Linked DNA regions of Mus musculus: regions 1 and 3 are each linked to region 2. A link is a contact called in public promoter capture Hi-C data. All regions are on one chromosome and are shown on one strand. Each heading gives the region's core, a stretch centred on a gene start, on an enhancer-like site or on the middle of the called end of the contact. The rest is flanking DNA. Distances are from core to core; before and after follow the strand shown.

The links. Promoter capture Hi-C pulls out the DNA fragments that hold promoters and counts their contacts.
Region 1: a contact with region 2 is called in a promoter capture Hi-C map of pre-B cells, with 8 times the contacts expected there. The contact joins the promoter of Sec23a here to the promoter of Mbip in region 2. A contact is called at or near these places in 9 of 39 promoter capture datasets (the 3T3-L1 cell line, the C10 cell line, cranial neural crest and 5 more), 2 of 484 Hi-C or Micro-C datasets (CD4 T cells and CD8 T cells), 3 of 115 datasets of contacts at active chromatin or transcription factors (astrocytes, large pre-B cells and thymic regulatory T cells) and 1 of 9 other capture datasets (liver).
Region 3: a contact with region 2 is called in a promoter capture Hi-C map of hippocampal neurons, with 6 times the contacts expected there. The contact joins the promoter of Pnn here to the promoter of Mbip in region 2. A contact is called at or near these places in 6 of 39 promoter capture datasets (the 3T3-L1 cell line, cranial neural crest, hippocampal neurons and 2 more), 2 of 115 datasets of contacts at active chromatin or transcription factors (astrocytes and large pre-B cells) and 2 of 9 other capture datasets (adipose tissue and liver).

What each region holds. Positions count from the first base shown.
Region 1 is chr12:59,010,748-59,014,679 of GRCm38.p6, reverse strand. Sec23a (SEC23 homolog A, COPII coat complex component) reads left to right here and starts at 2,663. Exons shown (of 20, transcript NM_009147.2): 1 at 2,663-2,834. It overlaps Gemin2 (gem nuclear organelle associated protein 2), which reads right to left and starts at 1,289. Exons shown (of 10, transcript NM_025656.5): 1 at 1,067-1,289; 2 at 626-710. The coding sequence starts at 1,203.
Region 2 is chr12:56,344,510-56,348,644 of GRCm38.p6, reverse strand. Mbip (MAP3K12 binding inhibitory protein 1) reads left to right here and starts at 2,751. Exons shown (of 9, transcript NM_145442.2): 1 at 2,751-2,973. The coding sequence starts at 2,845.
Region 3 is chr12:59,064,504-59,068,650 of GRCm38.p6, reverse strand. It overlaps Pnn (pinin), which reads right to left and starts at 1,732. Exons shown (of 9, transcript NM_008891.2): 1 at 1,536-1,732; 2 at 801-872; 3 at 298-366. The coding sequence starts at 1,648.

The sequences.
Region 1 (3,932 bases), core at 1,414-3,913, 2.7 Mb before region 2:
ATATGGACAGAAAGCTGCCAAGACAGCTGTGTTTCTATACTGAGAAAATGATACCAGGTCAAATTGAAAAAGTGTACAATGCACCACCCTGAAAAATAACTATAAAGGTATATCCAGAAAAAAATATCCTTAATTATTTATAAAGGTCAATATTAGTAAACAATTGAAGTACTTTTGTTTGTTTGTTTGTTTGTTTGTTTTGAGACAGGGTTTCTCTGTGTAGCCCTGGCTGTCCTGGAACTCATTTTGTAGACCAGGCTGGCCTCGAACTCAGAAATCCGCCTGCCTCTGCCTCCCGAGTGCTGGGATTAAAGGCGTGCGCCACCACGCCCGGCTATAAAGGTCAATATTAGTAAACAATTGAAGTACTTTTTGGGGGTAGGGGAAGTAATCTTTTAAATGACACACACACACACACACACACACACATTTTCCAGAGGGTCTCAATGTAGGCTGGCCTCCAGACCAAAACGCCTCTGTGTTAGCTTCCAAGTGGTGCCTAACTTTATAAGGAGCAATCTAATCTTATACACACCATAACTTATATTTTTGATATGATAGGAAAATGTTCGTGTTGTATATGTGTGTGTTGTTAAAATATTCCCAGGTGGTTGGTTAAACTCACAGAAATGTTCACACTTTGCTTCCTTTTCAACTTCTTTGGGTCAATCTGGGCTACCACAACATCTGGACATTGGGCTGCTTCGATCCTACAATTAAGTAATACATACATGATACTTATTATTTCGCTTTGTAGAATAGAGAGATGTGTTTTACTTTATTATGAAATGGGAAATAAAAGTGCAAGCTCCCAATGAAAAAACGAAACGCCTGACACCTAGATGAAAAGCAAAGAAATTTAAGAACACACGTCTTAACGTGCAATCAAGTTCAAAAGTTATCTGCCAACCGTAGGGTGTAATAAGATCTTAAATTTCCCGGACCTCCCGAAAGATAGGAACGCAAACAGAGGAGGGACTGTTGCACACCAAGGGTCAGGCGCGGCACCAGGGCTGTACACAGGGGCACGACAACCAGCCCACTCGCACGGGGCGAAATCACTCACTGCACTCTCCTCAGATATTCCTGAGGCGTCCTGGGGGGGACCGAGGGATCGAAACCTTCCGTCAAGTCACAGGGCTCCACAGGTAACAACCGTGGCATCAACTCTTCCACCGCAGACTCGGCTGGAACCCACGCCATGGTTCTCGCTCCCGCCAGTCTCAATCGGCGCCCAGAGTAGGCACGGCGCAGGCGCCTAAGCGACCTCCGCCGAGGCCACCGGCTACAGGCGCAAGGGGGCGGAGCCACACAAGAAACCTGCTGGTTGCATCAAGCTTATGGCACCGGTGGTGGAATGTAGCGCTCGAGAATAATTCCTGGCAGAAGTGGTTCCTGAAGAGTTTCTAGGTCGCTCTGTCTAATCCCATTTTCTCGTCTAAAGCTTGGGTAGGCGGCAGGGACTGAGGATGAACTTTGAAATCTTTAATATTTTTAAAATTAATGAACAATATCGCTATAATCGTCATTTTTAGAGTACTAAAGCCTTTAACCATTTGTAAACACGTTACATTCGTCTAAATCTTACAACCCCTTAGGGTGGTGTCTTTCTGACTTCGCGGGGAACAGAGTGGATGAATGCAGAACTTTTTGTTTTGTTTTTCACTTTTTCGGATAGCATCTTAAAGTTTAGTTGAGGCTGTTCTGGAACTCATTAGGTAGCTCAAGGAGTCTCAAACTTGTAGTGATCCGATCCCCTGGCCTCAGCTTCTGGAGTACCAAGTATCACACGAGGATAATTTTTAGGTTTTTGAGACTGTCTCTTCTGTGGCTTAGAAGGGTCTACAGTTTGCAGTGTAACGTAAGCTGGGCTGCCTTTTTTTTTTTTTTTTTTTTTTTTTTTTTAACCTTGACTATTGAGATTACAGGCATGAACCATCACCACTAGCCGAGTGAGATACTTAAAAACTTTAAAATTACTATTTTGCGATTGCTTGTGGGTCGGTGAGGAGGTCAGAATACAACTTCTGGGAGTAAAGTTTCTTTTTCTGCCTTATGAGTTCTAGGCAAGTGAGGTCCCTGAGCCAAGCCTTCTCATTGGCTCTTGACAACACACAGACGAAAACCCAAAATTAGAGGAGAATCCGAGCATCTATTTTCTAGCGAATACTTCAAATAATTGTTAACTCGTGCTTCGTTCTTTCTCCTCTTTGGACACGGATACAATGTCAGGAAAAAAACTTGCAAGAGCCTTTTCTATATACTAGAAAACAAAAACAATCGTTCAAGCAAACAGTAGACGTGAAAGCTACATCTGGTGGTTAACATTTTTTTTCTTTTTTTCTGGGGCTAGCAATGCCCTAGTCAGGTATTTTAACCTTAATCCTACACACGGCCTCGAGCGGCCACATCCCACCCTTTATTACTCCGGTTACCTCCCTTCCTCCACCGCCCTGGCTATCGCATCGCTTCCTGCTAGCCCCGCCCCTTCCTGAATTGTCCCCGCCCTCCGCTTTGCTTGGCCGTCTTTCACGCTCGCCCCACCCTCTTTATTACTCCCGGTTCATCTTTTCCGCCACTCAACGCGCCCATTACCTCCTGCGCGCCCCGCCTCTTCCGGGACTGTTCCCGCCCCTTCGCTGGTCGCCCCTCCCCGCCTCCTCCCCTTTGACGTGGCAGAGGCGGCACCAGCCATGTTGTCCTGGCCCAGGCCCTCCAAGAGGCCGGGGGCGGGGCGGGGCCGCCCCTGATTGCGGTGCCACGGCTGCTACAGGGCTTTGGAGCGGACTGACGACTGTGCAAGGCGGAGGCTGTGGCCGTCACGGAGCTTCTAGGTAGGTACTGTGGTAAGGACTAGCGTGGCAGCCACCTCTGCTCCACCGGGGTCTTAGTCGGAGCTGGGAGGCGGGCGGCGGGCCGGAGTGTCAGGATTGTTGGCTCTGTCCCGGCTGTGCTCTCGCATAAGCAGCGGGGCGTGCCGGAGGCTGTGGCCCAGCGCCGAACCGAGATCGCTGAACCCTGTGCTTGTCATGGCGACGGAGCGCCCTCGTCTTTAGTCCTCTTAGTTTAGGTGGAAGGACCGTAGCAGGATGGAGACCGAGGGTCTGAGCATCTGGCTCTGCACCCACCCCCACCTCCTGGGTGACACGCTTTGCCAACCCTGCCCAAGGCTCCTGTGCCCTGGGGCCTCTAGGTTCGTTTCTTGACTGCCCAGGAGTGCCCTAGACTTTGAACCCAGGTGACTACATCACCTGTAATTCGGCCTTGGGCCTTATAAAGGTTAAAGAAAAAACCACCAGGTATAGCTAGTGCCTGGGGCCTTGATTATTAATGATCAGGTTTCAGAACTGAGCAATACCATGCACTGGGGCATTTATTCTGTCTGTAGAGCTTTACTGTTTGTGGGAGAGGAACAGGAAGAGGTAAATAAATCCATAGGTAGAGTAGAGTTGGAGATGTCTAATTCATCTCGTCAGCTAAACTTCTGTCCTGTCTTAACACAACCCCACCCTAAACCACGGATAGCTAGGCACATTTACTGAAAGAAATTTAAATTTAAATGTATACTAACATCTTCCTTCTTTCCAGCATCATCAGAGGGCCTTTGTTTTTTAATTGTTTCAATGACCAATTTTATTATTGCCCCCAAAATTCTCACATAACTGATGTGAAATTTGAAGGCCAGAGAAGTTTATTGCCCAAGAGCAAAAATTTGTTACTCAGTCTATTTCATTGGAAATTTTACAACTGGGCCTGGGAAGATGGCTCAGAAGTTAAGAGCACTGGTTGCTCATCCACATGAATACACACACATACACGGGCACAGAAACACACACTCACACAGAGAACTCACTACTGGCTTACAACCTCTTGTAATACACTTACACACACAGTGCCTCATTACCTATTTACAACGATTTGTAACACACCCA
Region 2 (4,135 bases), core at 1,502-4,001:
TAATTTTCTGCACTAGAACAAAAAGTTGTATTTTTTATTAACATATTTTTAAAAACACAATACCTTAGGTATTTTTCTGGGTGAGGGATTATTTGATGGAGCTCACTAGAAATGGCATTTGGGGGAGGGGTAAGGGAGATAGCCTAGATTTCATTTCTAGTTTCTGTCTTCTCAGTTGCTTCTTGGCATAAGCTTGCAGGACAGTAAGAACACTGTCTCTAATGCCAACTCCAACACTCTGAATCATTTCTGCTGAGCAGCAGATTTTCAGCAACCCACTTCATAAACTGTAATTAGTTTTCTATAAAAGGACAAATTATTCCCTTTCTAAATTTCAGTATTATAATTCTGCTATACATTAGTATCTATACATTTCTGTCTGCACTGAGTCCAAGGGAATCCACATCTTTTCATCTTAGAAAGCCTTCTACCTAAAATAGAAGTTTTTATTATAAAAGAAGAAAATAAGAAAACTATCTGAAATGAGCTCACTGGGTATCAGGAAGGAATACAAGATGTTATTAGACAGAAGAAGCAGTGCATAAAGGAGTTAACAAATTCTGACTATGGTGGGACATGCCTTTAATCCCATCACTTGGGTGGCAGAAATGGGTGGATCTCTGAGTTTGAGGCCAGCCTGGTTCTGGGAGTTCCAGGAGAGTCTCAGCGAGATAGAGAAACACTGTCTCTAAAAACAAAAACAATGGAACAACAACAAGAAGAAATCAAGTAAGACTTGGAATTTGGGGCTGGAGAAAGATCTCAGTGGTTAAGAATGCAACTGTTCGTTTTTGCAGAGGGCCAGAGTTTGATTTTAGGCTCCAGTGCTGGGCAGCTCACATCCCATGCCTCTGGCTTCCTTGGGTAATTGTGCATGAGCAGGAGTACTTGCAGTCACCACAAAGAAAACAGCGTGCAGCACCTTAATCATTCCCAAATGTGTGATAAAAAGTCTTCTACTTAGTTTTTTAAAAAAAATCTGATTTCATTACTTGGTACAGAACAAGGACTCTTAGACTCCACATTACAATTGTCACCCATTAACCAGAAACTCAGAGACAAAGTGTGTTAACATTGCGATGAATCGTGAACTTCTATTACAGATATGAGTGACTTGAATGAGAGGGTGCTTGAATCTTGTGAAGATTGTATTGTCAAACCTAAGTTTACATCTTTCTGCTAACAAGGAAACAGACCAGCTTTCTCAAGATCCTGTTAAGTCTGATAATACCAGAAGTCTCTGGATATAAGTGAGTAAAAGGCTCCTTAGACAGGTAAAAGGAGTTCTTTCATTTTTACTCTCCTTATCCTAGTGTCCCTTAATTCCTTATTTCTTCCTTTATTCAGTCTGCTCTCTAAGGATAGACTACCCATTAACTTCATACTTCCACTTCCTGTATGTTAAATGCACTCAACTATCATGAAGAAGAGTTTTAAATCGTTTGTTTGCTTGCTTGCTTGCCTGCTTGCTTTTCGAGCTTTGGTTTCTTTGTGTAGCCCTTGCTGTCCTGGAACTCACTTTGTAGACCAGGCTGGCCTCATAAGGGATTTACCTGCCTCTACCTCCCTAGTGCTTTGGGATTAAAGGCCTGAGCCACTGCCGCCAGAGTTTTAATTCTTTTGTCCTTTATCTTTTAAGCTTGTTTTAAAAATTTAATAGAGCCAGGCATGGTGGAGCATGCCTTTAATCCCAGCATCCGGGAGGCAGAGGCAGGCAGATTTCTGAGTTTGAGGCCAGCTTGGTCTACAGAGTGAGTTCCAGGACAGCCAGGGTTATACAGAGAAACCCTGTCTCAAAGGAAAAAAAAATTAATAGAACTCTACATTATAAAATTATAACTTTTTTCGCTAAAATAAAGCTATCTAATAATACCCAACAAGAGTCGATTTAGTTTTATATCCTAATTTTAAAGAGTGTGGTTACATGGAATAAATTGGTCTTTTCTTTCTTTCTTTCCTTCTTTCTTTCTTTCTTTCTTTCTTTCTTTCTTTCTTTCTTTCTTTCTTTCTTTCTTTCTTCCTTTTCTTTCTTGTTGTTTTGTTTTGAGGCAGGGTTTCTCTGTGTAGCCCTGGCTGTCCTGGAACTCACTCTGTAGACAAGGCTGGCCTCGAAATCCGCCTGCCTCTGCCTCCCAAGTGCTAGGATTAAAGGCGTGCGCCACCACTGCCCGGCTGGTTTATATTTCTATTGGATTTATATTGAAACAATTTTAAGGTCAAGTGTCCAGTGATTGCACTGAGAACCCGTTGCATGTCAGAACTTTGACATAAACTATTTTGCAGGTGTAGTCATCAATGTCGTTCTATGGTAGGAAAAAGAAGCATAATGTAGCCCTTGTGTTCTTTTTAAATTCCTCATATCAAACAGTCTTATAGAGATGAAAATGTTCTATCCAGTAACGATCATCCTGGGTCAAGTTTCTAGTAATTAGAAAATTGTAAAGCACTGCTCCATCACTAACCCGCAATCTTTTTCCAAGACAACTCGACTGTTAACATTTTAAATTTTAATAGCGGGACTCAAATTCTAACACTTAAGAGTAAGGCTCTGCCAACATTCACAGGGAGCATCTAAGAGCCAAGTAGGTTTCTAAACCAAGGTGGACCACAGAAAACACCACCAGACAGAAGGTCCAGCTTCACATACACAAGTTCCCTCGGAGCACAGCTATCCTTGCTCTTGATTGGTCTTCCTGTGTGTCTGTCACACACAGAGGGTGGGGCCTATCCTCAAGCTCTAAGTGAGACGCTCTAGTTTTACGTCATCTCAGTGCGACGAAGTCCGCGAGGGAGGGGTGGGGTGAGCGCTGTTCGCGGTGGTTGGGGGGCTGCTTTGAAGGTGTCATGGCTGCTGCTGCGGAGCTTAGTTCCTCAAGCGGCAGCGAGAGGAGCCTGGAGCAATGCTCCAGCCCCCTCCTCACCCGCGAGGTCCTCTGCGAAGTCTTTCGCTCCTTGCACACCCTGACAAGACAGGTAAGTGGGGGTGCGGCGGGGAAGGGGTGGGTGGGGAGGGAGAGCATCCCGGTCCTTGTCCCCTTAGTTCTCTCGGAGGCGGGGGTCGCGGAGCCCCGCTGGCACGGTGTGTGCCGCTGGTGTGCCGTGGCCGGGCTGTGACACCCGGAAGACCCTGGGCCCAGCTCCTGGGACCGGGAGATGCCAGCGGCACGCTTGATGGCCAAGGTCTGGAGAAAACTGGGGTCCTGGCGACGAAAGCTTGCCCAAAAGATGCCTAAAAGGTGATGAGGGTGAAGGAGGTTCCTGGCGATCACGGTCCTTTTGCCTCCAGTGTATTTATCGCAGAAACTCACTGGTTAATATGGCCTGAAACTTTTCCTAGCGCCATCCCCACTCCTTGGGGGGTGATTTACTCTGGGGTTTTTTGTTTATTTGTTTGTTTTTCTGTTTTTTGTTTCTCTTGCCATTTATTGCATCTCTTACTCTTTTAAACGGGGAGGGATATATAAGGATTTCCACAATTTCATTTGTAGTATACCTAAATTTTAGTGTGAATTGTTGGATGAGTTATGTGTGGCCACTTCTAACTACATTACGACTGTCGTGTAGCTTAGCTAATTGCTCTTTACAGAAAATGTCACAGTAAACCTGGATTTTAAAAACTAGGTTACACTTTACTAGATAGTCGTGATGTAAATGAGGCAATGTTTAAATAAGGAACAAAAGTATGTTTGCCTGCTTTTAGAAGAGTTTTGTGTCAAACATGTTTCCTAATTTGTTTGGGGACTGGTTATAGTGCTTGAAATGGACACAGCACACATTTATGTCAAGGGCAGTGGTACCACCAGTGAGAATAGGACATTTACCTGATTTGTGAGGATTATTTTTAAAATCCTTAGTTGGAAAACCTTAGTAAGTTTATTCTGACTGGCAAACTACTTGAGTTGTACATTCTGTTTGGTGTTACTGGACTTCGAAAAGTTAAAAAAAATTAAACTCAGTTGCTTGATAAGCAATTAGGAAAAAAATTCTTACAAAGTCTTAAGCACTTTCCTTATTAATATTTCAGTAGTAACATCTCAGATCTTTAAATAGTTTAAAAGTTAGAGAACTTTTTGGCGTGGATTTGGAACTTAAAGATTTATTCATTTATATTTCTAATGTCAAGATGAGAAAAATC
Region 3 (4,147 bases), core at 483-2,982, 2.7 Mb before region 2:
AATGCTCATCTCCAGAAGGCATATTCTACTGAGTTTATATCGCATTTACCACTTTCTTATGGGGGGTGGGGGAGGGGTGGAAGCAAGATGCTCCAAACCAAGCTTTGCTCTCTTCTCATATCCAAACGTTTCTTGGTGTTTTTTAAAGTACAAAACAGAACGTGTTACTTCTAATCCCACTGAGTTCTGTAAACTGGGCTAGCCCAGTTCAAATCAATCCCAATGACATAGAAATATCTGTAGTGTCCCAGAAAACAAGATGGGTACTGACTCTCCAGACATCTTTTGAAACCATACCTACTGACTGCCCCTTCCAGGTCTCTTTGTTTGGCTGGGGGTCCTCCTCCACTATCTGAGAATCCACGCCTGCAATGAGAAACATCCAACCTAAAGCTCGAGAAACATTAGCAGAAACTGGTATTTCTAGTCGACTAGAGAATTTAGTTGATTTCATAAAGAAGAAAAACACAAGTGAAGCAAACTTAAGCAAACAATTACATGAACAACACCCTACCACCAATTACATTCTTAGATGTCAAAAGCCTTAACAGAACTTAAAAACAGTTAAGTTTATATGAAACTGTCCCCCCCCCACCCCCACCCCCCAGTCAGGGTTTCTCTGTATAGCCCTGGCTGTCCTGGAACTCACTTTGTAACTTTGTAGACCAGGCTGGCCTTGAATTCAGAAATCCGCCTGCCTCTGCCTCCCAAGTGTAGTGCATATGAAACTGTTCTAATATTCTCCAACCTCTACTTTTGCAATACATTTATTAGAAACAAGGCAGTTATCATCTCCTTACCTTAGCAATAAGCTACCTCGTCCTCTACCTCCACCAGGACCAGAAAGGGCCAGCAATCTGGCTTGGATGGGCCTAAAAAAGAATTATAATCAGTGTAAAAGTCCTATGCAGACACATGAGAGGGCTTCATATACTTCCACACACTAAGGTACACACTACGTAGAAATGAACACAAATAATTCTAAAATGACCGTTTCAGATCCACTTCTTCGAAACCAAACATTAAAATCCTCTTTCTTGCTTCCCCAAGACCACCGTTACGAAAATATATGTATCTCGAGACTGCTACATATTAATAAGTCTGGGTCAGGTCCTATCTGCCAACCTCAAGGGAAGGACACCCAAGCCAGCAGGGAGAGGCAGCCACTGCTTCCCCCGGGGGTCTCCGACTTGACAAGGGTTCGGAGCCGCAGGGGTGGAAAGGGGCTTTGTACTGCAGTTCCGGGCCTGCAGCGCCAAGGGCGGGAAGCCGTGGTCTCGGCCTTCCCGGGGGCGCGGAAACCACGCCGGGCAGCCGGGCGGGCCTTCCTTCCATTCGCAAGCACTCGCACCCAGTGCCCTAGGCGCAGGCATGGCGTCTCCCCGCCTAGCCGAGCAGAGGGCTCGCCCGCCGCCCGGGAAACGGGCCCCTTGACCCCAGTCGGCCCACAAGCGGCCGGTTGCCCTCTGTCCCGGGTGCGCCCGGCCCCGAGGCCCCGGACCTCGCCAACCTCTGGGGTTCCGTCCGATCCGTACCTCACATCATTCGGGTCCCGCCCGGTGAGCTTGCGGATATTCTCGTCCACATTCTTGAGGCTCTCTTTGGCCTTCTCTAGCTGCTCCTGCAAAGCTCTCACGGCGACCGCCATCTTCTCTCTGCAGCAGGCTTCGCGACCGCTCTCCAGGCCGCGCAGCGCCGCACCGCGCCCGCCGCTCCACGCGGAAGGACTGACAGCCGGCCCCAGCCAATGATCGCGGGCTTCTTCTCGGGCCTGGACCACCCGAGGACCGGAAGGGGAAGAAGCTTGTCGATCCGTGATTCTGGACCAATGAGAAGCCGGCAAGTCACTCAGCTCCTCCCCTCGCCGCCTGCCGTGGTTGCGCTCCGCTGCTTGCGCAGAGCGGGGAGGGATTACGTCGGTGTGATAGATCCAATCTCGGGGGTCTGCAAAGGCATCCTCTTAAACTTGACATGTCGCTGACTTCATAGTGCGCCTAAACTCTTCCCATGGGACGGAAGAGGCTATACATCCTTTTTTTCCTTCCCCAAGAGGTTTAATCAGAAAAGGGCATGGCAAATAATGGCTGTTGCGCATGCCCAGAGTGCAGGGAGGCGCAGGCTGTCTTCCATTAGTGAACTGAACCACCAGGAGTCTTCATCCTAACAGCTAATAGTTATTGTGGACACTGAGAATCGCTTTGCGTGCCTTAGTCGTTAAAAACTAGAAACTTGAATGAGATGGTGCTTAATGATAAGGAAATTGAGGCTGCGGACCTAGGTCCAACAGGTCGTCAGATCTCGATGAAGAGGCAATTTATATTCTGATCCTGAGCAAAGTTGTTTCCAGCAGGGCCTAATGCCTGCGGGTATAATAGAGGGTCTGGAGAAGTTGCCAGTGGTTTCCTGTGTGTATTTTCTGGATTCCACTTTGCCCTACCCACAATGCCAATATGGACGCTGGTTTTGTACTTGACATAGAGGTACACGTTTTAGTTCGGAAAAATGTTACACAAATGCAAAGGTCAAATCCTTACAAGTTTTCTCCCTGAAAAGGAACAAGAATTTTTGTTTTGTTTTTAGTAACAGTAACTTGGTCTTATCCTGTATGCTATTTGTGTGGAGGCTCATAACTGGATAGGTGAGGAAGAATTTCATTATCTTATCAATGTTAACAGCACCTGTTATCTACAAAACGAATACCATGACAGCCAAGGATACACAGAAAAACCCAGTCTTGAATAAAACCAAAACCAAAAAGAAGAAGGGGGGAAGGGGAGGAGGAGAAGGAGGAGAAGGAGGAGGAGGAGGAGGAGGAGGAGGAGGAGAAGAAGAAGAAGAAATAGAAGAAGAAGAAGAAGAAGAAGAAGAAGAAGAAGAAGAAGAAGAAGAAGAAGAAGAAGAAGAGAAAAGTCAGGTGGTAACATGCCTTTTAATCCCAGCACATGACAGGTTGAGGCAGGTGGATTAGCCTGGTTTACAGAGCTAGTTCCAGGACAGCCAGAGAATCCTGTCTGGAAATACTTACTCCCCCTCAGAGAGAAGGGTGGGGAGGGGGAGAGGGAGAGAGAGAAAGGGAGAAAAGGAGAGGGTGACAGGAAATATCTTTGAAGAAGCTTGAAGGTGTATAGCATATTAGCAGGAAGCAATATAGAAAACCAAGATTTTTTCTTTGGTAAAAAGCAATTAAGTCTAAAAATTATTTAATTCTAATTGTAAACAAGGTTTCACTGAGTTATCTATACATAAAAGATAGGATCTTTTAAATTTTACTATTATTTTGCATGTATGGGTATTTTGCCCTCATGTTTATCTGTGCAACTACATGCATGTATGCATGATGCCCTTAGAGACCAGAAGTGGGGGGTGGGATCACTGGAACTGGAGTTACAGACAAGGTTAATGTTGATGCTGGGAACTGAACCCAGGTGTCCCCTCCCATCTATTTATATATTTATAATACATATCACACACACACACACACACACACACACACACTCAGGAATAAAATAAATGTTTGGCATTGGAGAGATGACCCAGTGGTTAATCTAACTGGCTGTTTTCCAAGAGGGCCTGAGTGTGGTTCCTATCGCCCTCAGGGCAGCTTACAACCACCGATAGCTCCAGTCAGGGGAACCCGATAACCTCTTCTCGCTTTCATGGCGAGCAGACACACGAAGAGTACATATATACACGTGCAGGTGAAATACTCATGCACATAAAATAATTAAAAATAAATATTTTTAAAAGATTATGAAACTCCTCCAGGCTGCTGTGAGTGATAGTGGGTCAGTGCCTTACATCTGTCCCTTCACGGCTGAAAGTCTCTGCTTTTGTTCCCCAACTTCTGCGAGTCCACACCCATACCAGCATGCGTGGCTTTTAAGTGGAATGTTTAGGTTTCCTTTATATGACGAACGACATAAATGAATTTAAATATTAGAAGGGATTATTAGGAAAACAAGCAAATCCATGTAGTGGTAGTTTTAAACAATGATTCCAAGTTCCTTGGAGAGATGTGCCTAGGCAGATTATGTTCTTTAAAGTTTATCCTTCTCTTTCTTTTCTTCTCTTTCTTTCTTTCTCTTTCTTTCTTCCTTTCTCTTTCTTTCTTCCTTTCTTCCTTTCTTTCTTTCTTTCTTTCTTTCTT